Linked DNA regions of Macaca mulatta: region 1 is linked to region 2. The links are chromatin contacts, called in public Hi-C maps. All regions are on one chromosome and are shown on one strand. The core of a region is the stretch at or near the end of the contact, and the rest is flanking DNA. Distances in the headings are between cores, read along the strand shown. Region 1 holds the start of AKAP8L (A-kinase anchoring protein 8 like). Region 2 holds the start of AKAP8 (A-kinase anchoring protein 8).

Region 1 (6,926 bases), core at 958-3,457, 35 kb after region 2:
AGGGCGAGTTAATAAAAAGATTTACTAGTCACCTTTTATGTTTAATAATGGTTAACATTTGCTTCGAGGCCTCTAGGACTTACTCTTAAAGCTAGTAGTTGTCTGAAATGTGACTTAAAATGCCTTTGACTTTAGTGCCCTACTTCTTAAAAGGGGAAGACTCACATTATAAATTACTGTGGTTTTCAGTTTATCAAGATAAAGGAAAAACAAATCATTACTTTATTAGCTTGGCTATCTCAGTGCCCACCCAAACCCAGAACTACAGCCTACAAGATCTACAGCTGGAATTCAGGTTGGGTCATTAGTGACCTTGTAACTCAGTTTCCTCATCTATTAAAGAAAAAGAGCTCCATTACTCAGCTACCCCACAGCACCCAACCATTCATCTTCTGGTTTCTTCAGCAGTCCTGTTTTTAAAAACCATGAAACTGTCTTCCAGTTCTTGGTAAGACTTGGTGAGAATTATATTCCAATCCCAGAGAGGTGAGTAACAACCCTATAGTCTGTCCTCCTGAACTAGGAAAGTTACAGAAAGGCTCTGGCAGAGCTGCCCAACCTGGACACTACTGATGTTTGAGGCCAGATACTTCTTTGCAGTAGGTGTCATTGTGTATACCGTAGCAGGGCAGCATCCCAAGCCTCCATCCACTAGATACCAGAAGCACTCCCTCTCCCATATGTGACAACCAAAAATGTCTCCAGACATTGCCAGATGTCCTCTGGGGGCAGAATCACCCTTGGCTGAGAAGCCATTGGGCTGGGGGATGGTTGCTAGAAAAAACTGGGGTTCTTGGAAAGCTCCTGACCTGGGAGCCAGGGTAGAGGGGACTGGCACTACCTTCTTGCCTATGCAAACATAAAGTGGTCTACAAAGGAGCTCCAGAGATTCATGTTCCATTCTCAGTTCTCAACATTCCAAGTAGAATGCAGGTTACCTGGCAACCACACACGCTCAAGCCTGTAATACCCTCACCAAATGGGGAGGCCTAGTCTAAGTCTCCTGGCTGAGAATCCTCATCAGTCACTGCCAAGGGAAACCCAGGAGGCCTTGGCAATTCACCCAGTGATGATTTACAGTCGCCCAAGCATATTGCGGGGGGCGGAGAGGGGCTCTCGGATCTTATCACCCACTCTCCCTTTCAAATCTCATTGGCCTCCCACTGGCCTCTTTGGCTGATCTTCTAACAAGCCAGGCAGTTCCTGCCCGTAAGCCTTTTACAGCAAAAGCTCCCTGGGCCAGATATCTTTATTCTCTCACTCCATTTAGGTCTCTGCTCAAATGTCACCACTTTACAGAGGGCTCCAACCACTCCATGTAGTGGAGCGACCCCCGCACGGTACTGACCACCCTAAAATATATCCTACACTCGCTTATTTGCCTATTAAGATCAGTCCTCGCCTCTAAGCTGCTTGATGAAGTCTTGTCTGTATTCCCGGTGCCCAATCTGCACCAGACACGGTTCATTTGACAGACGTAGAGAGAATTAACGTGGAACCTTGTCATTCCTTGCAGTTCAGCCCCCTAGGGGCCCAAGACTCCCCGCTCAGCCCAAACCTTTCCAATATTTACTTATCCCCCTAGGGCCTGGCGCCTCTCCCAGTTCTGAAATAGACAAAAGGGGGTGGTGGGTGGGATCGGGATGGAGGTGTAGAGCTGCGGCGTTTTTGCAGAGAAACTGCGCGGGGGAGGACGCGACAATGGCGACGGCAGCCGAGCCTGCTGACTGCTCGTAAGGACCAAGGCCTGAGAAAGGGAAACCTAAGGCGTTGAGGTCCACGAACGCAGGCCAGGGACTGAGGTGGTGGGGGCGGAGACCTCGCGCGCTGAGGCCCGGGCCCACGGACACAGGCGACAGAAGCCAAGACCTCAGGCGGCTGGGAGCCGGGACGCCGGCTGCAGGCACAGAGAGCTGAGGCAACGAGGCGTGAGAGAAGCGACCCTGAGGCGACGGGCCAGCGGCGCCATTTTGTGACCGCAGGGAGGGCAGTGAACGGGCCCCAGAGGAGGTGCGGGCAAGCCTGGTGCGGCATCCGCACCTCCCTGTCCCATCCCCCACGCAGAGCCCGACCCCACCCTGCCAGGCCCACCTGTGTAGCTCATGATGGCGGGTAACACAACATCCGAGGACGCCGGCGGCTGCTGCTCTGCACATCCGACGCTGCAATAGCGGCTGCTAACCACAGGGTCTCCTCGACACACACCCGAGCCCCGCCTCCCGACCGCATTGGCCCATACCGGCCTTGGCTTCACGCCTATTGGATGATACCGCTGTCTATCTCTATGCCTCCTCCTATCAGTGGCTGGAAGCGGCTGGCAATCTCGTGAGAGCCCCGCCTTGTCCCCGCCTTCTGTTAGTCTAAGGCCTCAGTGATTGGCCTAGAGAAGCCGGCAGAGAGGCGGAGTCCTATAGCATTCGAGGGGGCGGAGCTGTGCACTACGGAAAGGCCCAAGGCCCAAGCGCGGTCGGGCTGGAGGAGCGCCAGTGCCCTGGAGACCCGCCAGAGGGAGCCGGGTCTACGGCTCAGGGCACGGCTGGGATGCCAGCTCCGCCGAGGTGCTGGATAAACCTAGCTACGTGTCTCAACTTCTCTGGCCTTCGGCTCCAAAATAAGCATAGCAAAGCCATGTTGGAATGAGAAAATTAAAACTCGGCACCAAACAAGATGCTGGACACACGTTTCAACATTACATGACAAAACGTGTGTAAAGGAATCATTCCGGGGCCAGTGCACTGAATAAACGTGATTAATCGTCACAAAACGGTAACAAATATATTTATAGGGCATATGCTTATATGTGTAATAATTCCGTTTGTATCGTGTGCCATTCAAATGCTCCTTCAAACCTGCAAGAAGCTTTTAATCCCCACTTAAAACTGAAGCCTGGAACTCATGATTTGCTCAAGGTCCTTGACAGTTACGTGTTAAAATGGGAACTTTGCTTCTAAAACCATCTTGATTCACTCTGGACTCCAGAGATCCTGCAATAGTGCAGCCGGGCACCAGTCATGTCCTCAGTCTGTTTCCTGGGCATACGGAAACCCCTGCCAGGGACAATTCATAATTGCTAGAGATGACAGAGCTACCCCAAAAAAGTACTTAACATGTGTTTGTGAAAACTCATCAAGCTGCGCAGTTACGACTTCTACACTTCGTATGTTTTAATACTTTTTTTAAGGTATGCTGCTGCTTTTTGATATTTCTTTCTTTAGGTGTAATAGTGGCATTTAAAACATTCAGAGAAACATACTGAAATACTAAGACGTTAACTGATCTTATGGCCAGGATGTGCTTCACACAATTCAGACAGGTAGAGAGCGAAGGAGGAAGCAAGGAGCTATAAGATAAACCTCTTACAGCTGAAGACATTGGTCATGGGTTGGTAAGTGATGGGTAGATGAGGGTCCATTTTACTGTTTGCTGTACTTTTGTATAGTTGGAATTCTCCATGATAAACTGTTTTAATAAAACTCCCCCACCCAGATGAGGCTTCTGCAGAACTTGCTGTCATATGGAACAAAGCCACTTATGATGTGTTAAGTGAGCAACTCCACACATGAAGCAGAGATCTGACAGATAAGCACTCTGGCTTTGGGGTTCATCTCCCTGTCAGCCTCCGGGATGCCTGCCTGTCTTTCAAACCAAGGCAGGGCCCTGCAGGTTCGTTCCTTCATGGCACTTGCCACAGCCATCATTGTACCCTGATTTGATTTCGTTTACATCCAACACCCTCACAGAGAGCACAGCTCAAAGGCTGAGACTTTGCTGCCTGAGGTGCATTAAAATGGCTTGAGCAGAGAAGAGCAATGCTCAGAAAGTTTTAGGAAAACATCCCCCTGCAAGAACTGGAGGCGACTCTTCCAGGGACACACGTGACCCTCACTTCACTGCATGATTGGTGGGGAGGAACTTGCCATGTGACTTTATAAGCTCTTGTATCATTTGTTTTTTGTTACATCTAGCCTATACCACTTTTATATTTCAAAAACTGACTTATGGGCCAGGCATAGTGGCTCATGCCTATAATCCCAGCATTTTGGGAGGATGATTGCTTGAGCTCAGGAGTTCAAGACCAGCCCGGGCAACATGGTGAAACCCCCGTCTCTACAAAAATTACAGAAATAAGCCAGGAGTGGTGGTGCACACCTGTGATCCCGGCTACCTGGATGGCTGAGGCAGGAGAATCACTTGAACCCAGGAGGCAGCAAGGTCCTACCACTGCATTCCAGCTTGGGCAACAGAATGAGACCATCTCAAAAAATAAAAAAATAAAAACTGACTTATGAAAAGTTGAAAGAGGAAGAAACACCTTTGAGTCAGCTCACAAGATGCTCTTCCTGCTTCCTAAGTCTTGGATACATCCACCCACCCACAGCACAGGATGGACAGAAGTGGTTGCAGCCTTCTGCTACCAGGCAAGATGTGCGTCCTGACCCCACAGGAGCAGATGTGCGGGCCAAGACCACCCTTGTGGGCGTGTTATTGCAGCCTGTTAACCCCTCCTTCCCAGGAAGGGGTATGATGGGAGGGCCCAGAAAGCAGGGCTGGGAGTAGAGGTGGCCCCTTCTGTCCACACGCCATGAGGTCATTCCCACTTTCCAGCACTTGGCCGTTTAGTGAAAAGGATGAGCTGAAAAACCACATGCAATAAACAAGAAGGAGCAGCCAACAAAATCTCTTAAAATCTCAGAAATGTTCAATAAACATTTGCAGAGCAAGAAAATAAATAACATCGCAAAGGAGCCAGCGGCTCCTCTTTTCCCATGTTCCTTGGGTTAGGGGTGCATGTGTCTAACTAGAAGTCACGTGTATTAAAAGCAGGTGAGTTCTAGCTCTCTACACCCCCACTGCCCCCACCAAATGCTCCCAGTGGGTCCCTGACACCTTCGCTGGTAGCTCCTACCCTTGATAAGCTCCCCTAGCCTTCAACTGCTTCTTGATCCTGGCTCCCTTCCCAGACGGGCTGCCCAGAACCCTGGTTCGTCTGCTCACTGGAGCCGCTTTGCCAGCCAGCCAGAGCCCCCCCACCAACCATGGCATAAAGCGCCAACAGCTGGGAACTTGGGCTCATCCCCAGCTGCGTCTGGTTTGCTTGGCGGCCAACGGGAAAACCCAGGGCCTCCATGGCTCTGGACAGAGGAGGCCCCGATCCCAGCCCCGGCTGCCAGCCAATGCCAGCCTGTCCACTCGACAGAAAAACACACGCTGGCTGCCTGCCCCAGGGCGTTTCCAGAAGAGAAATTTAATCTAATTTACATACTTCTAGGTACATCGATAACCAAAATGTGGCCACTGAAAAAAGTTAAAAGGTCAATCAGCTCCCGGCTTCTAGCTGGCCCAGGATTGCAAAATAAAAAGATCCACGTTCCTTATTCTCTACACAAAACGCGTTTTTAAAAAAGTGAAAGGTCTAGGGAGCTATACATAGAAAGCAACAGTGAAAAGGGAGAGGGAGCAGGAGTGGGGGAGGAGAGTCCCACCCCCCAACCCCACCCTCCAGGGCCCCAGAGCCCCTGAGGCTCTTTGGGGGGCCTTGACATGGCAGGAGGCAGCTGTCAGCTCTGAGCTCTTCCCAGCTGGGAAGGCCCCTCTGGGGGGCAACCAACAAGGATTTCCGTGGCATTGTGGGCTCAGTGGGGGGCTCCCAAGCCCCAGCAGGCCCCACAGAGGGAGCGTGGCTTCCCCTGAGCAAGCACCGTGGCATGATGTGGTCGTTCAACCCGGGAACTGGGGGTCCGGGGCAGGTCCCGGGTCTCACGAGGTGCGTGTGTGTGTGTTCGCATGTACATGCGTGTGAGAGGATATTCATGGGGGCGAGAGGGAACCAGAACAGGGGTCTTTGGGGTCTTTGCAAATGGCCACGGATGGCAGACATTGCCCTGCCTGGCTGCTAGACGGGGGAGTGCTGTCCTCCCCGTGACCAGATCGGCTGCCACCAGAGACCTGGCTGCTGCCCCTGCTGGACCAGGTGGGCATGGGCTGAAGGAAGACACCCTGTGGCCCCAGAGTCCTCAGGCTGGGGGAAGGGCAGCTAGCTGGCTCCCGGCGCCCTGGCTGTAGTGTGCCCGGCCCCCAAGGGGCGCCGGTTTGAGGTTTTGGCTTGCTCCTTTGGAAACGGAAAGAAAGAGGAAGAGGGACGAGGACACAGAGGAGGAAGAAGAGGAGACAGAGGTGGCACGAGAGGGGATCTGGAATGCTTTTGTGTTAGGGAGCCTCTGCCGCCGCTGTCTGTGCCTGCGGGGCCTGGGACTCCTCAGGCGGGGGGTCCGCTTTGGAGAAGTTCATCTCCAGGATGTGCCGCTGTAAGTGCCGCACCCACTCTTCCTGGATGGAGAGGGGGCCCTGGAATTCCACCTCACAGAACCTGCGTGGGTGAACAGAGAGAGGGAGTGGCCAGTGCTGTGAGGAGAGGCAGAAGCATAGCCTTGCCCACGTCCCTGGGCACACCTGCTGCTACTTAGTGTGGACAGAGCAAGCCCAGGAGGCGGGGGAAGAGGGGCCCAGAAGTCAGGCATTTCCCATGGACAGCCACCTCCACTCACCATGGGGTCATGTGAGCCCCTGCCTCTATGCTCAGAAGTCACTGGGACCAGCTAAGGGCTACTGGCTTCCAAGTACCCCTGCCATCTGGCAGATACATAGACTCTGAGACGGAAGAGGGCACAGAGAAGCAAATCCTACCCAATGAGCCAGGCCCCCCTCCTCCTCCTCCTCCTGTCTTCCTGGCACCTAAAGAGGCCTCACAGCACAGAGGCCTGGAGCCCAAGCTCCACGGCTCAAGACTTGGCTTTGACTCTGACTTCTGACTTGGCCTGTATGGCCTCAGGCAAGTCACCTCATGTCTCAGAGTCCCAGTTCCCTGCTCTTCGATGTACTTGTGGAGTTTGGTAAGAATTAACTAAGACCTACTTTTTTCTTGAGCC
Region 2 (7,538 bases), core at 446-2,945:
CGATACACTGCAAGCACCCAGCAAACCCTGTTGTCCCGAAGGCCATTCAGAGACAAGGGAGCTAGGCTCATGGGTTACGAGACTTGACCCAGTCATAACCGCTGAGTTTTGCCCTCTGCTATGCTATGCCTTCCCCTCCGTCATACCGCAAAGCCTTCTAAATTTGCATCCGTGCAACAGAAAGGCAGACTGCAGATTCTAACAGCAAGTAACCAACCTCGAGAGGCCGCTTCCCTGTGAAGCTCTAGTGTAAGCAGCACGCATTATTAACCTTAAAACGCTCCCCGAAACACAAGAAATCGGGGAAGCTGAACTATCTCCACTGTGTCTGAAAGGTTTTCGGGAGGTAGGAAAAGGGGATTTAAAAAACCTCTCCAAACTACGACTGAAAAAGACAATACCGGCAGAAAAGATCTGATGGGAAGGAAAGGAGAGAATGGTGAAATCTACCCAGGCTGTGGCAGACCAGGAGAGCCTTCGCTAGGACCCGGAAGACACCAAAGCACACCGCGCACGCTGCCGCCTCAGGACCGACCGCTCTCCTGTCTCTGCAATTTCTGGTGATAGGATAATTTTGCCCTGCCACTTCTCAAGATCGACAACTTCTTGAGCTCCTGCAGCCAGGATCAGACCACTAGCTTCTCTACACCCAGTCGAGCTCCACCCAGCGTGTCCCAACTATCCCCTGTGGGCAAACTTGGCTCCCAGAAGGCTCTGATTCCAGAGGCGGGGAGCAGGAAGCTCGAGAAAATCGGCCCTACTGCAGGCCAAGCGCTAAAGCCAAGCGGGGAAAGGACACGTTCCCTCTTGCACAACCCCTTGGCCCCTCCAAGCCACCGCAACGCACTGCCTACATGAGAATGGCCAATCTGTCACCAGCCCCAGGGCACAATCAGGTTTCCAGCTTTATACAAACACTCAGCATCTGCCCCTCACCATCCTGTCCCACGCCAGCACGCGCCGGCTACAGAGCTGGAGCCCAGCGAGGCTGACTCCCGCGCCGGCCGCACTCGGCCTCAATACGCAGCACCGGGGATTAAAGGCCCGACCCCGCGCAGCCCGACGGCTTCCGGGACAGGCGCCCTGGGCCTTGGGAGCCCAGCAGAGGCCCCACCCGGCCCCGAAGGCCTAGGGCAGGTCAGGAGAGGCGGCCCCAGCGGTCCACCCGTGGCCCCAGACCCAGCGCCCGGAGCCCGACCTCAGGACCCCACGCTGTAGCTCCGCCCCCTAGCGCCGCCATTTTGTGGCGTCTTCGGAAGAGGAAGCCGGGAGTGCAAACCCCGGGGTCGCCGGGGGCCGGAAGGGCCCCGCCGAAGGTGAGGGACAGAAACGGCCCGCACAGCCCAAGGCGCCCCCCATGAAGCCCACCGCGGCGTCTGCCCCAACCCCGAGTCCCGCCCGCCTCTTCGGGCCCTGGCGGCCAATCCGCACGCAGCGCCCCGGGAGCGACGGCGCCAAAGCCCAATGAGCGGCGCGCGCGCGCGCTCTGGCCGCCTCTCTGCAGGGCCCGGCTGCGGCAACCACACTCCGGACGAAGGCCCGGCCCGCGGCCGTCTGCGCAGCGGCTGCGTGGCTCGCACTCAGCCTTCGCTACCTACTCTGCACCCAGCAGCCTACACAAACCTCCGTAGCCCTGGTCCATGTCTTCAACGCGGCCCACCAGCAGCCCCTTTTACTAGGAGACCACAGCACGCATGCGTTCAACGCACCTCCGCCGTCGACTACTGGAAGACTAGGCGCACACGTCACTACTTCCGCGCGCTCCCATTGGCTGGCATTCACGAGGGTCCGCCCTCACCGTCCCAGCTAGCCTTTCGGGCTGCGAAGCTCCACCTCCGCAGCCTGTCGGGAGTTGTGGTCCCGCAGCGGTGCCCGAGGGCCCGGCCCGCGCGAATGCGCGCCCCGCCTCTCGGCCCGCGCCCCGCCCGGCCCGCGCGGCACCGTAACAGAGAAACCGGGAGGTGGGATGGGAAAACTTTATTAGGTTTGGCTTCCAGCTTCGGCCACGCGGGCCCCGCCCGCCCCGAGCTCGGGTCACGGGACGCCCCCGCCGCCCTCCTCGTCGTCCTCAACGTCGAGGCCCGGGATGCCGCGGATCTGGCGTTGCAGCGCCCCTCCCAGCAAGGGCACGGCGCCCTCCTCCTCCTCCTCTGGGGGCGGCGGCGGTGGCGGCGACACGGCGCCGGGGGCTGGCTCTGGGGGCACGGGAGGCTGCACCGGCGCGCCCTCTGCACCCTCCGAGACCCCTGCCGCTTCGCCCTGTGCCCCCTCGTCCAGGGCACCGCCCTCAGCCTCCTCCTCGGGGCTGTCGGTGAAAGGGTTCTCGCCCTGTGGGGAGGGGCGCGGACACTGAAGTGAGGGAGCACAGGCAGGGACTGAGGTGGGGACAAGCCCAGGCCAGGACCAGCGCCTCACCTTCAGGTAGCGCTCCAGCTTCTTGCTGATGAGCTTGTTGTTGAGAATACTGCGGGCCACCATGAGCGAGGACTTCTTGGACTGCTCCATCATGAGCTGCGGGCAGGGCAGAAGGGGCTGGAGAGGCTGCTCTGAGTGCCCTACAAGTTCCCGCCCCGACCCTGCCAGTTTAGAGGGACGCCCCCCTGCCCCTCCACCCACGCTTCCACCCGCTTCCACCCGGAGCGCAGCCCCACCAACGGAGGGCCACTCTACAAGCATGGAACCACAACCTATCTGATCTTTGTTCAAATTCCTTCTCCTTCCACACCACACTTACTGTAGGTAATTAAAAATACAGATCTATAGATCTCTATATATCTTTACGGCTGTATTACAGAAATCTGATTTGCTTACAAAAAAGCTATAAGCAGTGAACAAATTAAGAAACTAAGAGCCAAAGGTGCAACCCATAACAAGGTGCCAACTAGGCTAATAGGCAAGGAGCACTTTGGGACCAACGGGGAGGGTATAAAAGCAGGAACAGATATTTAATCAAACATGTCTTTTTAACCCACAGAATTCCAAGAATGAAGAATTATTCCCAGTCATGCAAGGTTGAAGAGACACTTCTATGCTGCTGGGAGGATCAACTGTTTCCATATTTTTTGGAAAGCAGTTTGACAGAATGTATGAAAAGTAAAAATCTGTTTCATTAATCCCTTCCCAGAACCTATCCTAAATTTAAGAATTGGAAACATACGTGCACACTGATTGTAGTGGTGAAAAATGGGAAAACACCTAAACGTTCCTCAGTGCAGAAAAGGTTAAATAAATTGTACATTCAAAAGAACGTCATGCAGCCCTTCAAATCGGGCTCATCTCTCCAATGGCAAAAGAAAGGTGTATAATATAGTACTGTCTGCAAAGCATGCCAGAGCCATTTTGTCTGGAAGGATTTCCGTCAGTATGCGGGGCCATTTCCTCATGGTGGGAGTACAGGCAAATCTCACTTTGATCATTATAAAAACCGTAAGCTAAAAGGAGGATATTTTTGGCGGGGTGGGAGAGCCCACTGAGTCCCGCCCACTCCATTTACATGTTTCAGAAAGCCTTCTCACTTGCTGCTTCTACTCTCTCCATCTTCATTTTTTTTTTCCTTAGCACGTTTTCTCTACTACTGGAGGAAAATATTAACAGACATCATACATGCTCATAACAAACTAAAGATACACAATTAGGATACTACTATAGACCGTTCCTCAGTGACTCTTTCTCACTTGCCAACACTTTATCCTCCTAGCTCTGGATGCCCAGATGACCACACCATAAATTCTCCCAACTGAGGCACATTTATATTGCTTCCACATTTTCTCCACAATAACCCAGCAACACCAGAATAAACCTGTACACTTCCATGCTGGTGCTTTTAATTCTAACCAGGTTTGGTTTCAAAGTGATAGTGCCCAATTAACTGCAAAACATTTCCAAGTCATGCTGCTTCCACCTGTGTTAAAAACAGTGACCTGGTCCTCCTGCCTGCCCATCAGCACTGGATGTTGTCACTGTGGGGTATTTTTGCTGTGAATGAAAGACAGAAGAATCTGTGCTGCTGCTTCCCACGGCATTTCCCTGTCCACCGGCAACTGAGTGCTCTGGTAAGCACACTGGACCACCCGCCCAGAGTCTGTAGTTTTCTAACTATTTTCTCATCTTGGTTTTATTTTTCACATTTAAATTTTCTTTTTTTTTTTTTTAGACAGTCTCGCTCTGTCACCCAAGCTGGAGTGCAGGGGCTCTCAGCTCACTGCAACCTCCGCCTCCTGGGTTTAGGCAATTCACATGCCTCAGCCTCCTGAGTAGGCGCGCACGCACCACCAGCTGATTTTTTGTTTTTTTAGTAGATACAGTGTTTTCCTATGTTGCCCAGGCTGGTCTTGAGCTCCTGAGCTCAGGACCTCCACCCATCTCAGCTTCCCAAAGTGTTAGGATTACAGGCATGAGCCACCACGCCTAGCCAAATTTTCTAGAATTTGATACAGATTGAGTATCCCTTATCCAAAGTGCTTATGACCAGAAGTCTTTCAGATTTTGGAATATTTGCATTATACTTACCAGGTGAGCATCCCTACTCCAAAAAACCCAAAATCTGAAATGCTTCAATGAGCATTTACTTTGTCATGTCTGTGCTGAAAAAGTCAGATTTTACTGGGCACAGTGGCTTGTGCCTGTAGTCTCAGCTACTCTCATGAGGCTGATGCAGGAGGATCGCTTGAGTTCAGGAGTTCAAGGCTATAGTGTGCAATGATTTCACTTGTGACCAGCCACTGCACTCCATCCTGCACAACATGGCAAGACTCAATCTCTTAAAAAAAAAAAAAAAAAAAGTTTTGGATTTCAGAGTGTTTCAGATTTTCAGATGAAGGATGAACTCAATCTATATGTGTTATGAGGTAGAGGGTCCAAAATTTTCTTTTCCAGAAATGTACAAAACAAACCATTATTTCCCTACCAAATTGGAATAGAGTTCTATAATCCCTTATCTATAAACTGGAAATCCAAAAGGCTCTAGAAAACAAGTTTTCCCCCAAAATTCCTTTGGTGGCTTTTATATGAACTGACATTACATTTTAATGTATTCCATTTATATATATGTCTTGTGAAGAATTATTCATGACTCATCTACAAGGCACTTTCCCCAGATCCTTTTGGAGAGGTTAGTGCTAATACCATATTGTCTTTCTTTTTATTTTAGAGATAGGGGTCTCACTCTGTTGCCCAGCCTGCACTGCCATTGTGTGATCATGGCTAACTGCAGCCTCAAACTCCTGGGCTCAAGTGATCTTCCCACTCTAGCCTCTTGAGTAGCTGGGACTATAGGTACTCACTCACCACCATGCCTGGCTAATTTTTTATTTTTTGTAGAGACGAGGTCACACTATGGTCAGGAGCTCCAGGGCTCAAGCAATTCTCCCACCTCAGCCTCCCAACGTGCTGGGATTGCAGGTGTGAGCCACTGTGTCCAGCCTTGCATACTGGCTTTCTGAAGCCCAAAAATGAATTCTGAGGCATCTGGCCCTAAGGTTTCAGATAAGATATCTGTACTAACTTCAACAAATGACTAAGTCTGAAACATACTGGGATCTTTTGCTAGACTCTCTATTATGGTTCCACTGTTTCATTACTGTGTTAATATCACTTTTTTGGTTTTTTAATTGCAGAAGCTTTGTAGTTTTAATCTTTTTGAAATCAATCTCTCAACTATTGTTAGACTGAATTCTACAATGTAAAACTTTAAAATCATTTCATTCAGTCCTACTCCCCAACTGAGATTTTTGACTAGAATTGTGCTGTCTATATTAATTTGGAGAGAACTGGTTTTCGTTTTGTTTCACTATAAAATCGCCCATTTAAGAACACAGAACATTCCTCGATTCATTAAGGTCTTATTTCATATCCTTGGAGTATTTGTAGTTCTTAAAGATCTCAAGCCTTTCTTCTTCTTCTTTTTTCTTTGAGACAGAGTTTTGCTCTTGTTGCCCAGGCTGGAGTGCAGTGGTGTAATCTTGGCTCACTGCGACCTCCACCTCCCCGGTTCAAGTGATTCTCCTGCCTCAGCCTCCTGAGTAGCTGGGATTATAGGCGCCCACCACCACACCCAGCTAATTTTTTGTATTTTTAGTAGAGACAGGGTTTTACTACATTGGCCAGGCTGGTCTCAAACTCCTGACCTCAGGCAATCCACCCATCTCAGCTTCCCAAAGTGCTGGAATTACAGGCGTGAGCCACCGTGCCTGGCCCTCAAGTCTTTCTTCTTAAATCTCTATTCTTAGCTATTTCATACATTGTGTGGTTATTTTAAGTAGTTTTTTTTTTTTCCATTTAAATTTCTAACTGGTTAGTACTAGAATAGAGAAACACTATTACTTTTTGTATGCTATTTTGAATCCCATCCCCTTACCAAATTCTATAAATTCTAAGAACATTTTGGTGGGATCATTCAGCTTTTCTAAGAGCATAATCTCACTATTTGCACATGAAGAGAAAAGAGTTTGCATTATACCAATAATGTTGCTAGATTTCTTTTTCTTTTTGACACAGAGTCTCGCTCTGTCACCCAGGCTGGAGTGCAGTGGCGCGATCTCAGCTCACTGCAAGCTCTCCCTCCCGGGTTCACGCCATTCTCCTGCCTCAGCCTCCCGAGTAGCTGAGACTACAGGCGCCCACCACTACGCCTGGCTAATTTTTTGTATTTTTAGTAGAGACGGGGTTTCAGTGTGTTAGCCAGGATGGTCTCGATCTCCTGACCTCCTGATCTGCCCGCCTCGGCCTCCCAAAGTGCTGGGATTACAGGCGTGAGCCACCGCACACAGTAAGTGTTGCTAGATTTCTTATGGAACCATCTCTCCAAACAAACCTTACTTATAATGTGTCTTACATAGGGATCACTACTAGATTGATAATTACTAATATTTTACTTAGCACTTTATTTATTTTTTTGAGTCAGAGTATTGCTCTGTTGCCCCGGCTGGAATGCAGTGGCATGCACAGCTCATTGCAGCCTCAACCTCCTGGGCTCAGGCAATCCTCCCATCTCAGCCTCCCAAGTAGCTGGGACCACATGCCCCAGTACCTGGCTAATTTTTTTATTTTTACTTTTATAGACCCAGGGTCTCACTATATTGCCCAGGCTGGTCTTGAACTCCTGGGCTCAAATGATCCTCCACCTCAGTCTCCCAAAGTGCTGGGATTACAGGTGTAAAGTCACTATATCCAGCCTACTTTCATATCTTTAATAATAGTAAACTAATCTACAGTTTCATTTTGGTATCATCTTTATCAGTGTTTTGGAATTAAGGTTTAAGAAGCTTCCTAAATATTAATTTGAGAGGACAGACTTCTAGCATAGCAGTCTGAGTTCCCTGGAACTACTACCTAGTGAAACTAATGAAAAGTATTAAAAAACAATGATTTAAAGTCTCTGAAAATGTTCCTAAGGACACACAGCAAATGAGAAAGATTTAACGAGGAAAAGCTACTAAAACTCAGTAAGGGCCGGGCACGGTGGCTCAAGCCTGTAATCCCAGCACTTTGGGAGGCCGAGACGGGCGGATCACGAGGTCAGGAGATCGAGACCATCCTGG

What was found. A called contact is a pair of places that touch in the nucleus more often than the background predicts.
Region 1: a Hi-C map of cortical neurons shows a contact between it and region 2, with 2.8 times the contacts expected there. The contact joins the promoter of AKAP8L here to the promoter of AKAP8 in region 2. A contact is called at or near these places in 3 of 14 Hi-C or Micro-C datasets (cortical neurons, fetal cortex germinal zone and fetal cortical plate).

What each region holds. Positions count from the first base shown.
Region 1 is chr19:15,997,654-16,004,579 of T2T-MMU8v2.0, forward strand. It overlaps AKAP8L (A-kinase anchoring protein 8 like), which reads right to left and starts at 2,208. Exons shown (of 14, transcript NM_001260986.2): 1 at 2,092-2,208. The coding sequence starts at 2,104. LOC144336814 (a long non-coding RNA gene) reads left to right here. Exons shown (of 3, transcript XR_013409133.1): 3 at 1-2,193. WIZ (WIZ zinc finger) reads right to left here. Exons shown (of 8, transcript XM_077978089.1): 8 at 5,226-6,367. The coding sequence ends at 6,208.
Region 2 is chr19:15,963,045-15,970,582 of T2T-MMU8v2.0, forward strand. It overlaps AKAP8 (A-kinase anchoring protein 8), which reads right to left and starts at 1,696. Exons shown (of 13, transcript XM_077978119.1): 1 at 1,624-1,696. AKAP8L (A-kinase anchoring protein 8 like) reads right to left here. Exons shown (of 14, transcript NM_001260986.2): 13 at 2,416-2,511; 14 at 1,964-2,328. The coding sequence ends at 2,035. All of the region lies in intron 2 of LOC144336816 (a long non-coding RNA gene), which reads left to right.